Linked DNA regions of Mus musculus: all the other regions are linked to region 2. A link is a contact called in public HiChIP or PLAC-seq data. All regions are on one chromosome and are shown on one strand. The core of a region is the stretch at or near the end of the contact, and the rest is flanking DNA. Distances in the headings are between cores, read along the strand shown.

The links. HiChIP or PLAC-seq counts read pairs in DNA pulled down with a chosen protein or histone mark.
Region 1: an H3K4me3 HiChIP or PLAC-seq map of bone marrow-derived macrophages shows a contact between it and region 2, with 6 times the contacts expected there. The contact joins the promoter of Kifc1 here to the promoter of Skiv2l in region 2. A contact is called at or near these places in 2 of 115 datasets of contacts at active chromatin or transcription factors (astrocytes and bone marrow-derived macrophages).
Region 3: an H3K27ac HiChIP or PLAC-seq map of double positive thymocytes shows a contact between it and region 2, with 2.7 times the contacts expected there. The contact joins the promoter of Psors1c2 here to the promoter of Skiv2l in region 2. A contact is called at or near these places in 1 of 39 promoter capture datasets (erythroid cells) and 1 of 115 datasets of contacts at active chromatin or transcription factors (double positive thymocytes).

Annotation. Positions count from the first base shown.
Region 1 is chr17:33,889,361-33,892,060 of GRCm38.p6, forward strand. Kifc1 (kinesin family member C1) reads right to left here and starts at 1,273. Exons shown (of 11, transcript NM_001195298.1): 1 at 1,118-1,273. The coding sequence starts at 1,135.
Region 2 is chr17:34,848,924-34,851,623 of GRCm38.p6, forward strand. Skiv2l (superkiller viralicidic activity 2-like (S. cerevisiae)) reads right to left here and starts at 1,281. Exons shown (of 28, transcript NM_021337.2): 1 at 1,211-1,281; 2 at 973-1,076. The coding sequence starts at 1,232. It overlaps Nelfe (negative elongation factor complex member E, Rdbp), which reads left to right and starts at 1,468. Exons shown (of 11, transcript NM_001045863.1): 1 at 1,468-1,665; 2 at 1,988-2,070. The coding sequence starts at 1,996.
Region 3 is chr17:35,531,839-35,534,538 of GRCm38.p6, forward strand. It overlaps Psors1c2 (psoriasis susceptibility 1 candidate 2 (human)), which reads left to right and starts at 1,363. Exons shown (of 2, transcript NM_020576.2): 1 at 1,363-1,456; 2 at 2,061-2,700. The coding sequence starts at 1,402. The coding sequence ends at 2,413.

The DNA.
Region 1 (2,700 bases), core at 23-2,522, 960 kb before region 2:
AGGTGCACAACTGACTTCAGGATGGTTCGTTGCTTTTGGTTCAGGGGACTATAGACCCAGGTGTTTCTTGGATGCTCGCCTAGCACTGCACCACAGACCTCTTCCTTCCAGTTTTAACTCTCCATACCTTAGTTAATGTTGTTCCTCCTAGCTTTCTTCTTCCCCTTCCATCTGCTTGAACCTTTACTGTCCTTCACTCCCTCCCAATAGAGATACAAATTGTATTATGTCTGTCTCCCCAGGGAGTGTCAGCTCACTGGTAGCTAGGACTCCTGTCTCCTACATAAGTACAGCTGTGCAGGGCCAGAAGATGCTTGGCAAATACTGCAGGAACAAATCTGAGAAAAACTATTTTACTTTTTAACTGTCACCTGTCACAGTGCAGTGCTCTCCCTTTTGGCTGTGAGTATACCAGAAAGTCTCTTCAAGCTGAACACCGACTGTGAGTCAGTCTAGACTGAAATGCTGGTAAACAAAGAATGCAGGCCGGTCTTTCCTGACACCAGAGAGATCAGTCCATTAATTGCCACACACATACGCCTCAGATGCTTGTGGTGAAGAAGGGCACCCCCATAAACTAGTCAGCAGTCCAAATGAGCAAAAGGAAGAGGCAGGCGAGGGAATAAGGATCCTCTGGGCCGATGCCCCCATTTCTCCTCTCCCCTTCCTCTATCCCGATCCAGCAGCAACACAACAGGTCATCAGCAAGAAAGGTACTTTGCGGACAAGCGACAAGGCCTCTTTCAGAACCCTCGCTTCTCCCACAAGGCGATCTGTAAGAACTGAGAAGCACAAACATGTCGAATCCGCTTGAGAATTCGAAATGGGAAATGCTGGAGGGGGATAAGGGACACGGGATGGTCGCGCCTGCACGACTGGAATGGCGGGCCAACGTCGCTGCGACTGTCCTGGGACCTCGCCGTGTGTGTGTGTGTGTGTGTGTGTGTGTGTGTGTGTGTGTTGCCCTCACTGACTCGGCCGCTGGTGTCCTGGGCGCGAGGCGGTGCGACCCTCCCCTGCAGGACGGCTTGCCCCGACCTGTCCCCGGGACGCGGGTCTCCGGGCGGCCGGCCTGCGTCCTCCGATCTTGGCGCGAGGTCGTCTCCGCCGCACTCACCTGCGCCTGCACGTCCATGGTGGTCCGCACAGAAAGGGTGCAAAGGCAGCAGGCAGGACGATGAGACCCGCGTCCTCTCAAGGGCTCGCGCCGCAAAACGCCGAAGCCAGGCTGTCCAGGAGCCAGGCCAATCAGCCACACCCGCCACTTTTGAATTTCAACCTCCGCGCAGTCAACGCACTTCAATCCGCAGAGGCCAATCCGCGCCGGCGCCGCGGTCGCGAGCCAATCACGGTGCCCTCCGCCTCCGGGGCCACGCCCCCTGAGTCGCGACTCTTCTAGTCCGCTAGAGCACCAGAACTAGACCCCTTGGATCCTACTTCCGGATCCGCTCTTCCTCTTTTCTCCCTCTCCCCCTCCCGAGCGCCGAGCGCGGCTTCCTGAGGTCTCTGGTTGCGTCAGAAGTGCGCTTGTGTGGAGGAGTGGCGTGGGGGAGGCAATACGCATGTGCCTGAGCGGGGTCGGGGCGGAGCGAGCGCCACCTAGCGGATACTGCTGAACTTGCACACCTCCTCGCCAACCCTGTAGACTGGAGACTGTTACACCGAGGTCGCTCTTGGTCCACTTTCTCAGGTCCGAAAAGTGGAAGCTGGTTGATGGCGCTGACCTGTCCTCAAAGAAGAAAAAGTGGAACCCATATCTGGAGATGTAATAAAGTCATAAATCTAGAGTAGGGCCGGGAGGATAGCAAACTGGTTATCCCTGAAACTCATATAATGTGGAAGGTGAGAACTAATTCGCCACAAAGTTTTCTGTGCCCCTCCTGCCTCCAATATTATATATTATACATAAACAATATGTATTATATACATAAACATATATCTTTACACATATAAATAATACCCAATAGTACGTATTATATATATAAGCATATATATATATATATATATATATATATATATAAAACACATAAATTACATATATATTTATTTTGTTTTTTCGAGATTGGGTTTCTCTGTGTAGCCCTGACTGTCTTGGAATTCTATTTGTAGAACAGGCTGGCCTTGAACTCAGAGATGCTAGGGCTACCCTGTGCCACCATGCCCAGGTCAATAAACAATCTTTTAGATTAAAAAATCAAAACAAAACTAGAAGCCAGGCTTGGTGGCACACGCCTTTAATCCCAGTTCCCAGTACTCAGAATGCAGAGGCAGACAGATCTCTTGAGTTCAAGGCCAACCAGGTCTACAAAGTAAATTCCAGGGCAGCCAGGCTCTGTAGAGAGACCCTGTCTTAAATAAATAAAGAAACACACACACACACATACATACATACATAACTGGATAAATAAATAGTATGTTTCTTTTTTTTTTTTTTTTTTTTTTGGTTTTTTGAGACAGGGTTTCTCTGTGTAGCCCTGGCTGTCCTGGAACTCACTCTGTAGACCAGGCTGGCCTCGAACTCAGAAATCTGCCTGCCTCTGCCTCCCGAGTGCTGGGATTAAAGGCGTGCGCAACCACACCCAGCAGTTTCTTTTTTTTTTTAAAGATTTATTATATGTAAGTACACTGTAGCTGTCCTCAGACACTCCAGAAGAGGGCGCCAGATCTCATTACGGATGGTTTTGAGCCACCATGTGGTTG
Region 2 (2,700 bases), core at 31-2,530:
AGCTACCAACACCTGACTATCATGCAGAGCCAGGGATCAAAACCAGGGCTTTGTGTATGCTGAGCAAGCGCTATACCAAGTGAGCTATGTGCTCAACTGAGAATTCGCATTTTAGAATTCTTATTATTTGTAGTAGTATGTGTTAGTATGTATAGGTCTGTGTGTAATGGGTGGACATGGGTACACGCATGCACACATGGCAGTCAGAAGACCACATTGTGGAGCTGGCTCTCTCGCTGCCTTTACGTGTGTCTCATCAGACTTGCATGGGCAAGCGCTTTAATAGGCTAAGCCAGTGATTCTCAACCTTCTCAAATGCTGCCACCTTTTAATGCACCGGTTCTCCTGTTGTGCTGACCACAACCGAAAAATAATTGTGTTGCTACTTATTAACTGTAATTCTGTTACTGTTATGAATCTTAATGTAAATGTCTGGTGTGCAGGATATCTGATATGTGATGTGACCCCTGTCAAAGGGTCATTCCACCCTCAAATGGGTAGTGAATCAAAGGTGGAGAATCTCTGGGCTAATAAGTCATTCTGCCAGTCTTAAATTTTCTGCTTCTTTTCTTTCTGTTTTGGGGATGAGATCTCACTACATAGCCCTGGCTGGCCTAGAACTTGGTATGTAGATCAAACTGGCCTCCAATTCAAGAGATCTGCCTGCCTCCACCTCCCAAGTGCTGGGAATAAGGGTGTGAGCCACGCCAGGCTTCAGTTTAAAAGAGCCAAGTGCTCTGAGCTATGCAGAGAGAAGGAACCTCCTAGGAGGAAAGATACAGGTGAAGGGGCAGCTCTGAGAGCTCGCGTCTCCAGCACTCCCCGCTCCGACCTACTGGAGTTCCAGTAGAGTGGGATCTGTCCAGCATGAGCCGGAGGCCAAGATGACAGTGTCAAGCTACATCCTCCTGTGAGCAGGGTGGAATTTCTTTTAGGCTCATAGGTCAAAGGTGAGGGTCAAAAGTCACTCACAGTGCTCTCTGGAGGCCCTGGCACGTTCAGCAGCTCCCAACGGCCAGTGCACCCCACTTCCAGAGCTCGAAGGGGTAAGTTCAGGGGATCTAGGGGAGGCAGAACTACAAGGGAAAGGTCACAGGTTAAAAGCCACAAGTCATTCCTGTCTACTAACTAGTCCTTTCCGCGGACCCCCCTCCCTCCCCTCCCCTCCTCTCCTCTCCTCTCCCGTCCACTCTCCTCCCCTCCCCCTCACCGAGTCGCTCCGTCTCCATCATCCTGGAGCCGCGGCAGCTCCCGAGCAGCCCGGAAACTCAGAGTAACCACGGAGCCGGCCCCGCCCCGAGAAGGGCGGAAGTTGAAATTACTTCCGACACGCCCCCTCCTCCACCACTCCCCGCCGGGAGCGTGGGCGAGAGCGGCGCCGAAGCCTGACTCGGAGCCGGGCAAGGCCGGGCGGAAGTCACTGCGACTCGCCGCCTTGGTTACCGCGTGTCCCGCCCCTTTACGTCATCGCCGCGAGCCAGCGCGCAGTAGCCCGCGCGGCGGCGCCGGAGACCGCGGGCCCGGGCGCCGCCCCCTCAGGTGAGGGCTTCGTCTCACATCTTTCGCGCCTTCCCCGCGCGGCCCCTGGTTCTTCTTCCTCCTCCTCTGGTTGCCCAGATAGCGCTACGCGGGCCCGGCCGCCTTCTCTGCCCATCGGACCCCGAGGTTGGCTGACCTAACCCCATTGGGCATGGGGGTCGGGAGCCATCGCCTTGGCGTCGCAGGGAGTGCTTTCCCTTCTCCGGGCTGAGGTACCCCAAGGCTCTAGTGTCTGGACCTTGGACATAGGCGGGAATGCCGGTTGATTACCATAAACAGGAGGCTGGACAAGCAGCCTCGGAGGAACGAGGGGTTAGGGAAAGGCCAGAGGCTGGAGTAGGCGGGCCTGGAGGTTGGGGTGCATACAGGATGGACGCAAGTTGGACGACGTGTGAATTTTGAATGGTGACAGTAGAGAATGATGTCTTGGGTTCTGCCCTTGAACCAGGAGCCAACATGTTGGTGATACCTCCGGGGCTGAGTGAAGAGGAAGAGGCACTGCAGAAGAAGTTCAACAAACTCAAGAAGAAGGTAGGAGTTAGTTAAGCGTGGTGGCCCGGCTTCTCCAGACTCTGGGGACACCTGGGCTGACTGTAAGGCCATGGGAGTCCTCCTGCCTCCTACCGGAAGGGGACCTCTCAGTGGAGCTTTGGCAGCATCGTCCAGTCTTATTTGAACCCTCCCTCTTCTCTGGTCATCCCCAATGGAATTATCATCGTCCCTGTGGCTTCAGTACCACCCAGAGCCTTGTGAACCATCAAATGCCCAAGTAAATGTGCTCCTCCTGTCTGCTCTACCTCCCTCCCTTCGCTTTTAGATAACCAACTGCATTTAATAGGCCTTAAAATCTCTCATCTCTGACACACCACTCCACCTCAGACAGGGTCTCACACTTAGCCCAGGCTGGATTGAAAATATGTGGCTTTGGGTAGCCTGGAATGGCTCTGCCTCACCTCTGGCTTCTGTACTATTTACACAGCAAAACATTTGTCAAGTCTGTCGATGGTTTCTAAGTTCCTCTTCCACTTTGTCCCCTACCACTACCCCTGGCAAGGATCTCAGTATGTGGCCGGGTTGGGTGGGTTGTTTTGTTTTGTTTTGTTTTGTTTTTTCAACTCCTGGGCTCCTGGTATCTTCCTCCCTAAGCTTCTCTCAGGAAGT
Region 3 (2,700 bases), core at 113-2,612, 680 kb after region 2:
AGGGGGTTCCTGGCAGGGGCAGGGCACAGTTCCAGACTGTGATGGACGGCAGGGGGTTCCTGGCAGGGGCAGGGCACAGTTCCAGAAGGGCTTTGGGATGGACTGGAGAGATGGCTAAGTGGTCCTAAGCACTGGCTGCTCTTCCGGAGGATCTAGATTAAAATCTTAACAACCACATGGAGTCGAACAACTGTTTATAACTCCAGTTCTGGTGGATTCAATGCCTTCTGACCTCCCTGTGCATCACTTGTATGTAAAACACTCACATTTTCTTTTTCTTTTCTTTTCTTTTTTTTTTTTTTTTTTTTTTTTTGGTTTTTAAGACAGGGTTTCTCTGTGTAGCCCTGGCTGTCCTGGACCTCACTCTGTAGACCAGAAAGAAAGGAAAGAAGAAAAAAAATCTGTGTGTGAGAGGAGGGAGGAAGAGTAACAATGGGTTAAAACCTTGGGAGCCTGAGGGAGATGGTCCAGGATCAAGATGGATGCTCTGGGGCCAGGGCTATCAAGTGGAAACCAAGTTTCCCTGATCAGCCATAAGTAGAATCCCAAACCGACCAGGTGGGGACAGATGTGTGGGGATTGGAGCTGTAGTCCAGACACTCTCAAGCCTTCTGAAGCAATCTCTCTTGGTGGTGGTGGTGGTGGTGGTGGGTGTGTCTTAAGGACCCTGATGCTCAGGGCCATCCTGAAGAAGGAAGATTTCTAGGGTTACAAGGGCAGGGGTGGGGGAGGGGAGCTCTTCCTGAGTCTTTGGTGTTGATGCAGTCACCTCTGCATGGGGTCAGGAACCAGGATATCCTGGCTTCCCGCGTCACCCAGGTGGCTCCCCCTGGAATTCCTTAGATGTCACTGCCTGGGAAGTTCCCAGTGACTGACTGAGGTGACATGCCAGAGAGCATGGTCCAGAGGGGAGTGGGGGGACGGAGCTCCGAGGCTGAGATGCCAGTCTAGAGGGTGCTTTCTGACCCAGGCGTCCCGCCTCTGCCTCTAATTACCAAGCTTCCCCACGCGAGGTTTGCCCCCATTTTGTGGCTTCCAATAACTATCACGGATGAAAGGTAGCCTTCCTTGTGATTATAAAGATGACAGGTGGGTCCTGATTCCTGCCGGGTGTGGATGGAGGAGGTGTGAAAACAAGGGTGGAGCCTCCTGGGGTCTGGGTCACTGATAGACCCGGCTGCCCCCGGCCCCCGGGACTGGGGGACAGAAAAGAGGGATGCTTACTGGCAGGTTCTTTGTAAACGGGTTTGACCAGTTAGGCTCTGGTAGGGATTCCTTAGGGTGCTGAGCTGGCCCCTCCCCACAGACTGGCCACCCCCTCTACCTCCTCTGCTATAAAGCCTCTTAGGTTCTCAAGCACCTAGACTCGGAGCACCCCGCCTTGGGGGCCAGTAGACAGCCATGATGCTCACCTGGAAGCTGCTAGGCCTGCTGGTCCTTTGCCTGTGTGCAGGAGGTGAGTCGTCAGAATAGGCCAGGAGCACAGCTGGGGTGATGGAGATGGTCGAAATGACCCACCCTTAGGGAGGGGACGCCCCCAGGAGGAAAGGAGTAAGAGGAACGCAGAGCAGAAGGGATTCTTGGAGTGTCCTTAGTGGGGAAGCTCAGGGGATTGCAGGCAGGGGCACCTTGATTCTGAATATGTTGCTGGGTCAGGTGGAGGGATGCGATAGAGTTGTGTGGAGTCACCAGGCCTAGGGAGTCACTGGGACTGAGGGCTGGTTATTACAGAGATGGCGCCTGAGTGACAGGTGGGGCCAAGACCACTTCCAGTGCAGACCACCCTGGGGGAGGTTCCAGTGGAGTATCCCAACCAAGGTTGAACAGAGAACCATTTGGAAGTATGATCGTGTCAGTGGTCCGGATGAGCCTAGGGCTTTCACACCGTGTGAAGATGGCCTCAGTGTTTGGGAAATGTATGGAGAGCACTTTGGGGGTCACTCTGAGATCTGTTTTGGGGCTCAGGCTGTGCTAGTCTAAGTGAGGCTCAACCTTTGGGTATGAAGCTGGGTGGGAAGTGTTCTGCGACTGTATCTCTTATTCTCCTTCCTCCTCTACAGGCATTTCAGGCAATGGCGACCCTTCTCCCGGATCTACAGACACCCACGAAGAGGAGGACTCCCCACCATTGCCTCTGGGACCCCCAATCCCTGGTGATCCCTGGCCTGGGGCGCCTCCTTTGTTTGATGAACCTCCGCCTCCAGGCTCCAACCGTCCCTGGAGAGATCTTCCTGACAGTGGTGCCTGGCCCCCAAAGCCCCCAAGCACTGATCCCCCTAAACCTCCTCTGCCTGATGACCCCTGGCCAGCAGGAACCCAGCCCCCAGAAAACCCCTGGCCTCCTGCCCCTGAGATGGACCATGAATCTCAGGAGGAGCCAGACCTTGACCCACCCCAGGAAGAGTATAGATAGGGGACCCTAGGGAACGTGAGCCTCCACAGAGCACACCAAAGCCCACCTTTTTCATTGGCTGCCCGCTTAGAATCTCAATTTTCCCTAATCCCTTAGTTCCCTTCCTCAGTCTCTGTTTGAATTGTGTTCTATGTTGGAAGTGTCTATGCTCTGCAACCCCCCCTCCCTCCACTTTGTGGTCCCTGTTCAGTCATTATGTTGTCCCTTCGCTTCTCTTGATCAGCAGAAAGCACACTCCTACCTCACTCAGCCTGTTCTTGCTTGTCTAGACCTGGACTTCTAGGCAG